Regions from separate parts of the Sus scrofa genome. Here all the other regions are linked to region 1. Evidence: chromatin contacts called from public Hi-C and promoter capture Hi-C data. All regions are on one chromosome and are shown on one strand. Each heading gives the region's core, a stretch centred on a gene start, on an enhancer-like site or on the middle of the called end of the contact. The rest is flanking DNA. Distances are from core to core; before and after follow the strand shown. Region 1 overlaps PSPH (phosphoserine phosphatase). Region 2 holds the start of SUMF2 (sulfatase-modifying factor 2). Region 3 holds the start of NIPSNAP2 (protein NipSnap homolog 2).

The links. Promoter capture Hi-C pulls out the DNA fragments that hold promoters and counts their contacts. A called contact is a pair of places that touch in the nucleus more often than the background predicts.
Region 2: a promoter capture Hi-C map of liver shows a contact between it and region 1, with 4 times the contacts expected there. The contact joins the promoter of SUMF2 here to the enhancer-like site in region 1. A contact is called at or near these places in 1 of 5 promoter capture datasets (liver), 4 of 47 Hi-C or Micro-C datasets (embryonic fibroblasts, epiblast stem cells, fetal heart ventricle and 1 more) and 1 of 2 datasets of contacts at active chromatin or transcription factors (skeletal muscle).
Region 3: a contact with region 1 is called in a Hi-C map of skeletal muscle, with 1.8 times the contacts expected there. The contact joins the promoter of NIPSNAP2 here to the enhancer-like site in region 1. A contact is called at or near these places in 1 of 5 promoter capture datasets (liver) and 4 of 47 Hi-C or Micro-C datasets (embryonic fibroblasts, liver and skeletal muscle).

Annotation. Positions count from the first base shown.
Region 1 is chr3:16,901,989-16,906,430 of Sscrofa11.1, forward strand. PSPH (phosphoserine phosphatase) reads left to right here. Exons shown (of 7, transcript NM_001243221.1): 7 at 581-1,074. The coding sequence ends at 688. Among named protein-coding and RNA genes, the nearest start is that of PSPH, 26 kb to the left of the region's middle. Within about 2 kb of position 2,098, at least 14 of the 83 cell types and tissues checked have an H3K27ac peak or open chromatin away from gene starts, as enhancers often do. A contact at or near this core is called in liver and skeletal muscle, where this site is marked.
Region 2 is chr3:16,841,582-16,846,023 of Sscrofa11.1, forward strand. SUMF2 (sulfatase-modifying factor 2) reads right to left here and starts at 1,992. Exons shown (of 9, transcript XM_021086361.1): 1 at 1,839-1,992. The coding sequence starts at 1,905. CCT6A (T-complex protein 1 subunit zeta) reads right to left here. Exons shown (of 14, transcript XM_005662018.3): 13 at 3,590-3,662; 14 at 2,220-3,329. The coding sequence ends at 3,257.
Region 3 is chr3:16,939,247-16,943,688 of Sscrofa11.1, forward strand. NIPSNAP2 (protein NipSnap homolog 2) reads right to left here and starts at 2,521. Exons shown (of 10, transcript XM_021086363.1): 1 at 2,320-2,521. The coding sequence starts at 2,411.

The DNA of each region.
Region 1 (4,442 bases), core at 848-3,347:
CGCACCTGCAACATATGGAGGTTCCCAGGCTAGGGTGTCCAGGCTACACCCCAGCCAGCAGTGCCAGATTGGAGCCTGCCAGATTGGAGCCTCGTCTGCGACCTACACCACAGCTCACGGCAACACACTGATCGAGGCCAGGGATCGAACCCCTCATGGATCCTAGTTGGGTTCACTAACCACTGAGCCACGATGGAAACTCCCAAGAATTTATTTATTTATTCATTATTATTATTATTTTTTTGTCTTTTTGCTTTTTCTAGAGCCACTCCCACGGCATACGGAGGTTCCCAGGCTAGGGGTCTAATCAGAGCTATAGCTGCCGGCCTACACCACAACCACAGCCACAGCCACGCCAGATCTGAGCTGTGCCTGCGACCTACACCACAGCTCATGGCAAAGCCAGATCCTTAACCCACTGAGCAAGGCCAGGGATCGAACCCACAACCTCATGGTTCCTAGTCAGATTCGTTAACCACTGAGCCACGATGGGAACTCCCAAGTGTTTATTCTTTTAAATAACACTTAGTGCTCCAGGCTGCTGCTGTATCTCTCTTTTTCTTTTTTTTCCCCCCTGTAGGATGTTTTCATTGGATTTGGAGGGAATGTGATCAGGCAACAAGTAAAGGACAACGCGGAATGGTACATCACTGATTTCGTAGAGCTTCTGGGAGAACTGGAAGAATAAGATCAACTTTGATACAGTTCATAACAACTTCAGGTTAATTTTTTAAAATGATACAGTTTGGTACTATTTGCTTACAATTGCCTATTACAATCTAAAATATAAATTTTGTACTGATTATCCGTACTGCCAAGTCAATTCCTATTAAGACTCCTAGAAAATTGATTATTTTTAAAGCTGTAGTTCCAGTAGCATTATGACCCATTTAATTACCTGGAGAGTTTTATAATCTGAATTCATTATGTATTTTCCTAGTTATATTCCATTTGAAGCCATAAGGTGGATAGGAATTTAAATACCTTCACTATTGGAAATAGGGATTTGGCAGCTTTAAGTGAAATTGGTTTTCCATTTATATATATGAATAAAAGTTTATCTACACATGAGAACAGGTTTGTAGAATTTTTAATTCTGCCTATCATGTATTTCAGTAGCCAGTATTTCAAGCCCTTAAGTGTTTGAGTAGAAACAACCTCCGGGCAGGGAGCCAAGGAGTCGTGCCCCCCCCCCACCCCCAGCTCCCCCTGACCAGCTGAGCACAGGGCCTAGTGCTCATCACAGCGCCCGCTCATCTCAGCCCCTGCCACTGAGGGGAGCCCTGGGCCAGAGGGATGGAAGCTGTTATTACCTCTTGGTATTGGTCATATAGGGAATGTTACAAAGGCTTTTTTAAAAGGCTAACAGTGGAGGAGTTCCCTGGTGGCCTGGCAGGTTAAGGATCCGGCGTTGTCACTGCTGTGGCTTGTGTCCCTCCTGTGGCACGGGTTCAACCCTTGGCCCAGGAACTTCTGGACGTTGTGGGCATTGCTGGAAAAAAGAAGAAAGAAAACAATCCAGCCTTAAGTGAAAGTAGTGAGTTAAAAAAAGGGATATTTAATAATCAGATGAATTAAAAGAACTAAAAACTGGAGTTCCCATCTTGGCGCAGCGGAAACGAATCCAACTAGGAACTATGAGGTTGCAGGTTCAATCCCTGGCCTTGCTCAGTGGGTTAAGGATCTGGTGTTGCTGTGAGCTGTGGTGTAGGCCGGCAGCTGTAGCTCTGATTGGACCCCTAGCCTGGGAACGTCCATATGCCACAGATGTGGCCCTAAAAAGACAAAAGACAAAAAGAACTAAAAAGTTTTACTTATCCCAAATGAAGGTTAGCATTTTCCCTTAAATGAATTAAGATATAACTCCTCAGAGCACATACGAGCCATTTCTTTCTTACAGATGACTTGGGAAGACCTGCAATCCCAGGTTCATGTTTACTCTGAGCAGAGCCTTGAAAGGGACATTTCAGAACAGGTTTTGCAAGGATGAGCTTATATATGCTCCCTGGTGGGAAAATGGGGAGACAGAGCCCGGGTTAGGAAGAGGCAGCCCATGAGCGGATGCTCTTGGATAATTAGCTAGAAGAGGCCGGAAGGGATCTAACACTGGAAGTTATTTGAAAAATTTATAATTTAACCATCATCAAATTTGGCCAAACAATCAGGTAATTATTTAGTCAAATAATCAAATGAGATGAATCAAATTTCCTTCCACATCAGGGTTTCTGTAGGAGAGCCAGGAAATCGGTTTGGCAGCATTTAAATGAGACCACAGACAGCGAGGCAGTTGTTCCATAATTGTGAGCGCTCACTGGCAACTCTCCTAGAGGCGGTTTTGTGGTGTCGGCACTTCCAGGGGCTCCAAGTGGGCAGGACCAGGCCTGCCAGGGTTGTGCAGAGAGGGCAGGCGCTGCAGGCTGCCTCAGCCTCTGCCACCACCCTGTGTGCCTGAGCTGCAACAAGCCTCGGCCGGGAGGTGACAGGCCTGCAGAGCCTGCCCTCCGCTGGGCAGTGGCCTCAACAGGCAGTGCGTACTGACTTTGGCTCAGAGGAGTCTGAGCTGCTGAGAAATTGCAATTCCCACAGAGAATCTTTTATAGCAGCCACGCAACCCTTCCTCTGGCCCTTGGCTGCCCCGCTGTCAGCCAGCTGCCCAGGAGCAGCAGGCACAGTCCCTGCTTTGTCGTGTCAGAGGGGTGAGTTTGAAACATCGGAGAACTGTGCTAACCTCTTTCATGCTTGTCTAATTCCGGACTCACTGGCAACAGCTACAGCATGGCTCTCCCGGGAGCTCTGTACATGGTGACACCAGGACAGGAATCAGAAAGCAGTGCCAGTGTCATGTGGCTTCCTACCCTTGTGACACCATCTTTGATTCTGATTGAGCATTTGCTTATGTCAACCACAAAATTGATGTGATTTCCACAGCATTCTTTTTTTTATATGTCTATACATAATATACATCACTATTTATATATGTAATTATATATATACTTCTAGAGGCATTAGCATGTAGTATTTCAGAGAGTTCTGTTGTCAGACTGCCAACCTTTTTTTTTTTTTTTTTGCTTTTTAGGGCCACACCTGTGGCATATGGAGGTTCCCAGGCTAGGGGTCTAATCGGGGCTACAGCTGCCGGCCTACACCACAGTCACAGCCATGCCAGATCTGAGCCACATCTGGGACCTACACCGCAGCTTGTGGCAACACCAGATCCTTAACCCACTGAGCGAGGCCAGGGATGGAACCCGCCACCTCATGGTTCCTAGTTGGATTCATTTCCCCTGCGCCATGATGGGAACTCCCTCCACAGCATTCTTTATCCATGCATTACCAGACTGTTCACAATTTACCGGGGCCAGGAGAACCCACCCTAAGCTGTGATCCTAAGTGTTAACATATATTAATACAGTAGATGAAATTTTACTTCCTAGGAAGGAAGACAAATTGGGCAAGAACTGCTAAAGTGATCATTTGATAAATAAGCTTAATGATAGAATGTTCCTGTCAAAAAGTCACCACGTGACCTCCATGTGGCTAAATTAATGGTCTATTTTCAGCCCTCATCCAACCCAGCCTCGAAGGAGCATTTGGCACCGGTGCTCTCATGCTTGCTGGACTTTCTCCACTGGGTTTTCATGAAAAAAATCCCACGTCCTTGAGTTTCCTCTTATTTCCTTGGTGGCTTCTCACTCTCCTTCTTGGTCCTTTTCTCTGTCTTAAACTCACTTCCCACTGACTTTCTTATTTTTGAAAAATTTTCCTTGAGTATAGCTGATTTACAGTGTGGTGTTAATTTCTGCTGTAGGGCAAAGTGATTCAGTTTATATATAAATATATATATATTTATTCTTTTCCATTATGGTTTATGGTTCCATTATGGTTTCTCACAGGATATTGAATATGGTTCCCTGTGCTGTTCAGTAGGACCTTGTTGTGTATCCATGCTCTATAGAGACTAGTCTGCATCTGTTTCATAGATAGGATAGACGTGTTCACTTGCATCTTTTTTTTTTTTTTTTTTTTTAACAGCTGCACATTTGTAGCATATGGAGGTTCCTGGGCTAGGGGTCAAATCTGAGCTGCAGCTGTCAGCCTACACTACAGCCACAGCAACGTGGGCTCCAGCCCACATCTGTGACAACTTGTGGCAACACTGGATCCTTAACCCACTAAGCGAGGCCAGGATTGAACTGGCATCCTCATGGAGACTATGTTGGAGTCTTAACTGGATGAGCCACAACAGGAACTCCATTTGTGTCATATTTTAGATTCCACATATAAGTGATATCATATGGTATTTGTCTTTCTCTGACTTACCTTGCTTAGTACAACAATCTCAAGGTCCATCCATGTTGCTGCAAATGGTATTATTTCATTCTTTTTTATGGCTGAGTAATATTCCATTGGATATATGTACTATGTCTTCTTTATCCATTCAT
Region 2 (4,442 bases), core at 742-3,241, 61 kb before region 1:
ACTTAGTCTGGATTTCAATTTCTTCATCTATAAAATGGGGATGGGGTAACATCTATTTCACAGGTATGGCTATATTAAAATAACACGTGCAATGTTTAGCACATGGTAGGTTTTCAACAAACATGTATTTCCTTTTCTTACCTTTTTGTTCTTCTACACAACAACCTTTTGTTCCAGTGAAATAAATCCAGACACTATATTGCAGCAGCTCTGGTCACTGCTGTGGCTCAGGTTCAATCCCTGGCCTGATGTCAAGGGTGCAGCCAAAAAAAAAAAAAAAAATCTAGACACTAAACCCTGAAATACATCTATCAACTTTCTACCCATACTTCTGCTGTTTCTCTGCCTCTTCCTTTTCACTTGAACTCTTACTGATTCTACTGATTTTCACTGTTCTATCATACGCTCTAGAAAGGATCACATCTATTTTGTCAGTGTAACCCTGACAACTAGCACAAGTGCACAATAATTATCCTCAAATAACTGAATGAACTCCTTCATACTTGCTGTTTGAATACCTCCCAAAATCATAGAACTAAAAGGATCTTTAATTCAACCCCCTCATCTGACAGGTGGAAACCACCACCCAAAAGGGAAAAAATGACTTAAAGAATTAGTTAACAGAAGATAGGACTACACCCAGGTCTCTTTACTTCCTGGTCACTGCCACTCCCAAAAGGCCACACTTCTCTGGCTTGATGTACTACTTTGCTAGGTTTCTATCTAAGGATGTCCAAGTACTTACTGTAAGTCCTCTAAAGGCAGAGCCCACATCTTTTCATGTTCTCCGGGAACCTATCTTTGACCCTCTTTTTATTCTGACACACTCACACTAATGAAGCTCATCCTCTTTTTGGGGGAAAAACTAGAGCAGGCAGGGAATTCTCAGATTAAAAAGGAATTAAGAAAGCACACACAACAGCAATACATCAACTTTATTTTGACACTAACTTAACATGTAAACTATAATTTATTTGTCTTTTTTTTTTTTTTTTTTTTTTTTACTATTTCTTTGGGCCGCTTCCGCGGCATATGGAGGTTCCCAGGCTAGGGGTCGAATCGGAGCTGTAGCCACTGTCCTACACCAGAGCCAAGCAACGCCGGATCCGAGCCGCGTCTGCAACCTACACCACAGGTCACGGCAACGCCGGATCATTAACCCACTGAGCAAGGGCAGGGATCGAACCCGCAACCTCATGGTTCCTAGTCGGATTCGTTAACCACTGCGCCACGACGGGAACTCCGTAAACTATAATTTAAAAACAACAATACGTGAATCTGAACACTAACTGGATGTTTAGTGATATTAAGGAGTACTGTTAAATTTTTTAGGTGAGAAAATGAACAATACTTTTTTTTCTTCCTGTGACTTGTCTTTTTGGCTATTCAAGCTGAGTATTTTCGGATAAAACTGTATATAACGTCTCGATTCACTCCAAAATGAATTTTCCAGGGGAAAGGGCGGGGGGGGGGGGGGATGTGTGTGGACCATCCACAAGAAACAAGACTAAAGCCATAAATTGGCAACCGTTTAAAGTGTGAAACAGGTAGGTGGGAGCGGGGGTGGTGGAAAGGCTCGTTTTGTTTTCACTTTTTTACGCTTAAAAGATTCCATAATAATAAAAATGAAACATAAATGTAATACAACAATATGAGTTGTCAAACACCTCGCCAAATTGGCTGCCCCAGAACGCGCCTCCGGCAGCTGCAAACCGGTGCAGGAGGCAGACAGAGGGGCCAGGACGAACTTTCCCCACCAGGGCCAAGCGCCCCACCCCTTTTCCAATGCTTCCCGAACCAAACGGCGCCAGGGCGGTGGGGCAGGCCAGCACACTGACCTAGTTCGAGCCAAGGACCGGAGAGGAGCGACAGCAGGGTCAGCAGCGGCGACAGCAAAGGACCCATGCCGAGGACACGAGCCCGGAATCACCACGCGCAGAGTACGCGGAACTGGGCGGGCCCTGCGGCGCACGCGCCCCGCTGGCTGCCGTACCCTGCGCGCGCAGGCGCACTACTCCCTTGAGCGCCCGGGTCTAGAAAATAGTCCGGTCCCAGATGAGGGTAGGGCCAGAGACGAGGACGGGTGATCAAGGACATTTTCTCAGGGTTACGGTTGAGAGGCCCTGCCATTCTAGAAGCCCCTTCACTGTCTTGTGAACCTTGGGTCGGGTTGATTTCCCTCCCTTTCGCGCCCTGGAATACCACCGCAAGACCACAGCAAAGGTTTCAGCTTAACATTTATTGCACACTCACTGCGAATCCTCAACACACAATGTTTAGCAACATACAACTTCACTTTCAAGGGCTTCAGAGATGTACCAGTGTTTTGTGGAAACATGTAGGAGGGAACAGTAATTTGGATGAAGACACTAGAGGGCTTGGGATGGCTATTTTAGCATAAATGTATGTCCCAAGGTATGAAAATATAGTCAGCCCGATATCTATTCATCTCACCTCATCCTTCACCACAGCTTCAGACATGCTTTTACTTCCGCTTTTTCTATTTTGTCACTTTGCACTTACCCTTTCCTTGCTTCTAGTTCACTCATCTTTCCACTATGACTTAACCTTTTTGGGGAGCATTTTAGCAAAGCTACTTCATTATTTCTATTTACTTATTTTTGGACGTGCCTACTGCACTTGGAAGTTCCCCTGCCGGGGATGGAACCTGTGCTTCAGCAGCGACACCAGATCCTTAACCCACTAAACCACCAGGGAACTCCAAAGCTACTTTAAAAGCTTGAAAAGTCCAATTGATCCAATAGTTTTATTCACTGGAATCTATACCAAGACAGGCATGAATGCTTTCAAAACCTTAAGTTACTTAAGTCTTATCTATATTAGCATAAAAACTTGAATGCTTAATGACAAGGAACTACTGGAGATAAATTAAAATACATACATGAGCAGAAATTATTAAACCATTAAAATTTGCTTTTCAAGGAATATTTAATAACAAGGTAGATGACATATGCTTAGTTAACATGTATTTTTATATCACTAAAGCTAAAGCAAAATGTCCTGTTCATTGGGTAAGTATGGCCTACTGTATGTGTGTGCACTGCAGTGCAATTTTTAAAATACTGTAATTATAATTTCAGAACTTCAGAATTTGAATAGGTGCCAGTGTTCTCTCCTTTTTTCATATGGGAAAAGAAAATCCTTTGAAGGTTGGGACAAAAATTCCACAGCTATATTCTTTGGATCACTCTCTGTACAGTCTTCATGATTCAGATGATACAAAGGAAGCTTCAATTCAACCTTTTAGAGAAGACATTCCAGCTCTCATGATCTCATCAACCAGGAGAATATTGGTGGCAATCACAGTGCTGAAAGGAGGGAAAAAAAAATCAAATGGCTCAGGTTTGAGACATGAACTCTAATTCAACTCAATCTCCAACTAAACTGTGCAAATTATATCCAGTCAGGTTCCCCTTTCCCCTCCATACACAGAAGGCTAGCTTAGTTGTTACACCTCTGACTGATGACATTTTCTTATGGAAAAAAAGTAACTAAGAACACACCAAATTTTTTAAAGAGTACGATGTTCCCTAAAGGTTATTTTATAGTTTTGGCTTTCCCAACTTACCAGGAGTGAAGAAGCTGTTTCTTTACACAGTAGTTATCCCATATGCCTACTTCTGCTGCTACCATTGGCTCACCTGCAAAGTAACCCAGTATTCTTAAAAATCTTATAGAACACATGCTAAGATCAGAATGCTGCCTAAAAGAACCAACAGTTATTTTGTGCAGCTTTACTCATCAGTGGTTTACTCATTTCCTCCAGTACTGAGACCCCCAAGTTCCTCCTCAATTAGCCCAATATTATACTCCAAACCATGACTCCTGTGCACAGCAGCTCTGATGACTGGCTGATCTGTACTTAGAATAATTCCAGTGACAGGAATGCTCTATTTGGTTACCAAGTAGCTAAACATACTTGTTTTTCTGGAGACATTGCCATTTGTCCATACTAAATATATACAGCATTTGAACTATGGACAAATAGGCTTATTACTTTCCTTATTCCAGAAAGCTTTTGCATTAAAACCTGAATGAAAATGATGCTGTTCACAACAGGTCTTACATCAACTACACGGACATATCTCAGTTATTTCTCTTCTACTTTGTACTTGTGTAATTTGTATTACACTGGCCTAAGATCAGGGCTTTTATCATCTCATTAGATTTGGTTCCCTCTTCCAGCACCATTTTTGCTATCCTCAGCCCTTTTCATCCATCTGTGAATATGACCATCAAATGGACCTCTTTTTTTGGGGGGTGGGCTTGCCCACAGCATGCACAAGTTCCTGACCCAGTGACTGAACCTGTGCTACAGCACTAACCTGAGCCACAGCAGTGCCAATGCCGGATCCCTAACCTGCTGAGCTACCAGGGAAACCCAAATATATCTTTTAATCAAAGTCCCTGATAAAAAAAAT
Region 3 (4,442 bases), core at 1,271-3,770, 38 kb after region 1:
GCCACCGCCACGTGGGATCTGAGCCACATCTGTGACCGATGCCACAACTTGCAGCAATGCCAGATCCTTAACCCACTGAGCAAGGCCAGGGATGGAACCTGCAACCTCATGGATACCATGTCAGGTTCTTAACCCACTGAGCCACAACGGGAACTCTCCAGACTGATCTTTTAAAAATGTAGATCAGAGCATGTTACCCTAGGGCTTATACCTTTAAATGTTTTCCAGGGCTCAGAATAAAATGCAAACTCTCTAAATAGCTGTAAGGCCTGGAATTTTCTGGCCCCTGCTCCTTGCCACCTGTCTTGTTTTCCTTTCACTCCTGCCTCCTAGATTTTTCTGGGGTTTCCCAGCATGTCTGACTCCTCCCCTTCAGGGCTTTCATGCCCACTTACCCTTCAGGTCTCAGTATGACATCACCTTGTCCGAGAGGCCTTCCATGACCTCATGTGGGAAGCTCCCTGATTTTGTCCCATGGCACCTACCTCCATCTGTAAGTCTCTATGGGTTTTCATCTCAGCCACGGCTTCCTGGGGAGAGCGACCACAGCTCTTACGCTCAGGTCCAGCGGGCTTCAAAGACACCGTATACACTCAATATGTGATAGAATCAATGAATTGACTGGGTCTAGACTGAGTCCTAAAGTTGAGGCAGTTAAAGGTTAAGGCAGACTAGAGCCCAGGAAGGAGTAGTCAGAAGGTACAGGGGACCTTGGATAGAGACAAGGACCCCAGTGTCGAGAGCATGTGGCCCCAGCAGGAACCTGGGGTATCCCAGGTGACCTTGGGCCCTTTAAGTGAACACCTTCAGGCGCAGCTTTTTTTTTTTCTCTTTCGGGCCGCACCCATGGCACATGGAGGTTTCCAGACTAGGGGTCAAATTAGAGCTACAGCCACTGGCCACAGCCATAGCCACGTCAGATCCAAGCCGCGTTCTGCAACATACACCACAGCTCAGAGCAACGCCACATCCTTAACCCACTGAGCAAGGCTAGGGATCAAACCCGCAACCTCAAGTTTCCTAGTCCGATTCATTTCCACTACACCACAAGGGGAACTCCCTCAGCTGTCTTTTTTGAAAAAAAGGAAATATCAATTTCATGGGCTTCTATCACTTGTGGGGAAAAATAAACAGTAGATACTTAATAACAGAATAAAAATAAAAGAGGGTTGATTTGTTGATCAACTTGGAAACATAAACATCCAATTTTGTAACACAACTTGAGCAGCAGTCCTTACAAGGGCACTGGGCCTGAAGTGTAACCAACTTGGGTTCAAATGCCTTTTCTAGCCACGTGTCTTCAGCAGGTTGAGGTTCCTTCTCATCTCTAAGATGTAGATCCTATTACTTCCTTCTTAAGATTGCTACTAGGATTACACTAAATAAATAAGCTGTTATCATATAAAGCTGGCCCACATTAAGAGTTTTAACAGGTACTTCCTTCCCTTTTCCATTTTTTGAAATGCCAACTGTATTTTCTAGAGGCTCACTATTGAAGATAAACAACAAGATAAAATTCATATAACCTAACGTAAATAAACCGGGAAAGCAAATGGACGTGTAAATTGGTTGATATGGGCTCTGGTTTTTCAACTGGGCAAACAGGACATGGCTGTGTCCGGGATGGACTCAGAAAATCGAATATGTAATCCAATGAGGTTAGGAAAAAAGTTTAAACATGAACCCACCCCCTACTTCGTGCTGATAACTGTACATACTTTTTTGATCCACTACCTACTTTTCAATGCAAGTCAACAACTGTCCGTAAGGCGGACACCTCTTGGCTACTTCCCCAATCTCCACTGAGGGATCGCCGGGGCCGATGTATTATTTTATTTCTTCACAGCAACCTAGGAGGTGAGTGGTAGGTACCTCCACTACCGTTTACAGATGCTGACACTGAGGCTTTGCGCGGGCGAGCAGCTTTCTCAGGACGCCCTGCAGGAACCCCGAGGCCCAAGTTCAAGGCCTGCGGCCTCAGCCACGCGCTGGCCGCTGCCCCACGACTCCGGGTCGCGCAGGGTCAAGGTCCAACAGGCCGGGCCGGCTCCGCGCGCGGACGTGGCTTCGGCGCTGGGTGTCATTCCCGCCATGACCTTGAGCCCCGCCGGCCCGGCAGCAGGCGCTCCGACCCTGCCGAGGCTCCGGCTCGCCCCGCCACGCGGACCGCGGCCTCAGCCCAGCCGCCCCACAGCCCCGGCGGCCCTGCCCCATGGGAACGCTACCGAGCCAGGGCGGAGACCCGCGCCGAGGACCCCGCGCCCTCCGCCCCGCGGCGGCCCCTCCCCGGCCGCTCCCGGAAAGGGCGGCGCTGCTCACCGGAGCCCGGGCAGGAGGCTGCAGGGGGCGGCCCGCCACAGGAAGCCGCCGCCTGAGGCCGCTCCGCCGGCGCGCAACACTCGCGCCGCCATCTTGCTCCGGAGCCTCGACTCCCACCGCCCCGGCCTCCGCTGACGCCGCCGCCGCCGCCGCCGCCGCCGCGACCCCTCCCCCGGCCGGGCCCGCCGAGGCGGGGGGCGGGGCGGGGCGGGGCGGGGCAGGGCGTGCGGCCGCTGCAGTGCGGGGCGCGACCGCCAGGGGGAGTGGGGCCCAGGACGCTGCAGCGCGGGGAGCGGCCGCCAGGGGGAGCGGGGGGGGCGCAGAGGTCTGGTCCTCAGTGCGTCCTGGCACTGAGGTCCCGGAGTTGCAAGAAAGGAGCGGGAAGCCTGAGGGCAACCGATTTTGAGACTTCAAGCTCCGACGAAAGGAGCTCGGTGCCCAGCACAGGGGCCACCCAGGGGTCGAGGGCAAGGCTTGAACATACGTGGAGAGATTCACCGGAAGAGAGTAACACAGTTCCTAGGGGAATCCAGGGCCTGGGGGCGAATCTGAGAGGCAGCTTCTTTTTAGATTTTGCACCAAGTACATACATTGCCTTTTCAAAAATAAATTACGCTTTAATAAAAACATTCTCGTTCTGGATGGAAACATACTCAGATACTCTCGTGGTCTCCGGACTCCTTGTTCTGTTGATGTGAGCATGCCGCTGGGTGTGAAATGATCGGAGTGTGTCAAGTGTGAGAATGGAGAGGTTGACAAGACCGGAAGGGAGCCCGGGCTGGAGAGTGCGTCCCCAGGGGTGCCTGGAAAGTGGAAGAAAGACCCTGGGGAGCTGGCACAGCGTCCTGGTCCCAAGGAAAGAGCAGACAGGTGGAGGGAGGGAGAACTCCGGCCGCCCAAGGAAACAGCTTAAACAAAGGCGTGGGTTGAAGTTCCCGTCGTGGCTTGTTGGTTAATGAACCCGACTAGTATCTATGAGGATGCAGGTTCCATCCCTGGCCTTGCTCAGTGGGTTAAGGATCTGGCGTTCCGTGAGCTGCAGTGTAGGTCGCAAGTGCGGCATCGGATCTGATTTTGCTGTGGCTGTGGCGTACGGCTGCCGCTGCAGCTCCAATTCAACCTCTAGCCTGTTTGGGAGAAATGTATCCTGTGGGGAAATAAAAGAACCACTGATAGAATCATGAAACCGCAGCTAAGAGCTAGACAGAAAATTGAGGAGCAGTTAAGCTCCTATTAGATCCCTAGCCTGGGAACATCCATATGCCATAAGTGCGGTCCTAAAGAGACAAAAAGACCAAAAAAAAAGAAAATGGGGAGAAACAGGGGAGGAGCTTCCCAGCCACCAAAGGGGGCATTTTCATGGCCCAGAAGAAAATGTCCTTAAGACTGGGTAGATTACAGATCTCTAGGAGGGGTGGGGACAGGCACTCAGCTTGTGTGTGGAGGGGTCTCTGGAGTTGGTAATTCTAAAGATGAAGGGAGGAGGAGGGGGCTTCAGGGCTGAGTCCTACAATGTTAATATGGCAAGGAGCCACCAGGAGGGCAGAAATGGTCCTGTGGATGGAGGAGTGGCAACAAGGATTTGCTCCAGACCAGGGAGAGGCATGTGGTGGGAAGGCAGTCAGGCACAGAGGGACAGGTGGCCACAGGCTGAGTGGGTGAGGTTGTTCCTGATCTCAACTGGCTTATGCTTCTTGGGGCGGTGGAGGTGGCAGAGACCCAAAAGGGAGGCTGGCGTGAGCTCTCCCCAGGGCAGAAAGGACAGGTCCCCATCCTGGACTGTGGGAGGCAGGGCCTCTTAAAGCCAGTGATGCTGTTGTGACTTTCTAACACATTCCCTAGATTTCTCAGTTCTATTTCGGGAGACAAATGCTTTCAAATCTGTTTTCCTGAAATGTAAACTTGATAGGCGTTTCTTTGATGACTTGGCTCTTGGGTTCTTTATTAGGCCACTCATTCTGCCCCCTTTTTTTTTTTGTCCACAACCTCAGCATGTGGAAGTTCCCAAGCCAGGGATTGAACCCACGCAACCGTTGAGGTCTGCACCATAGCTGTGACAACACCGAATCCTTAACCTGCTGTGCCACACGCAAACTTCCTTGTTCTTCACTTTTTTCTCCACT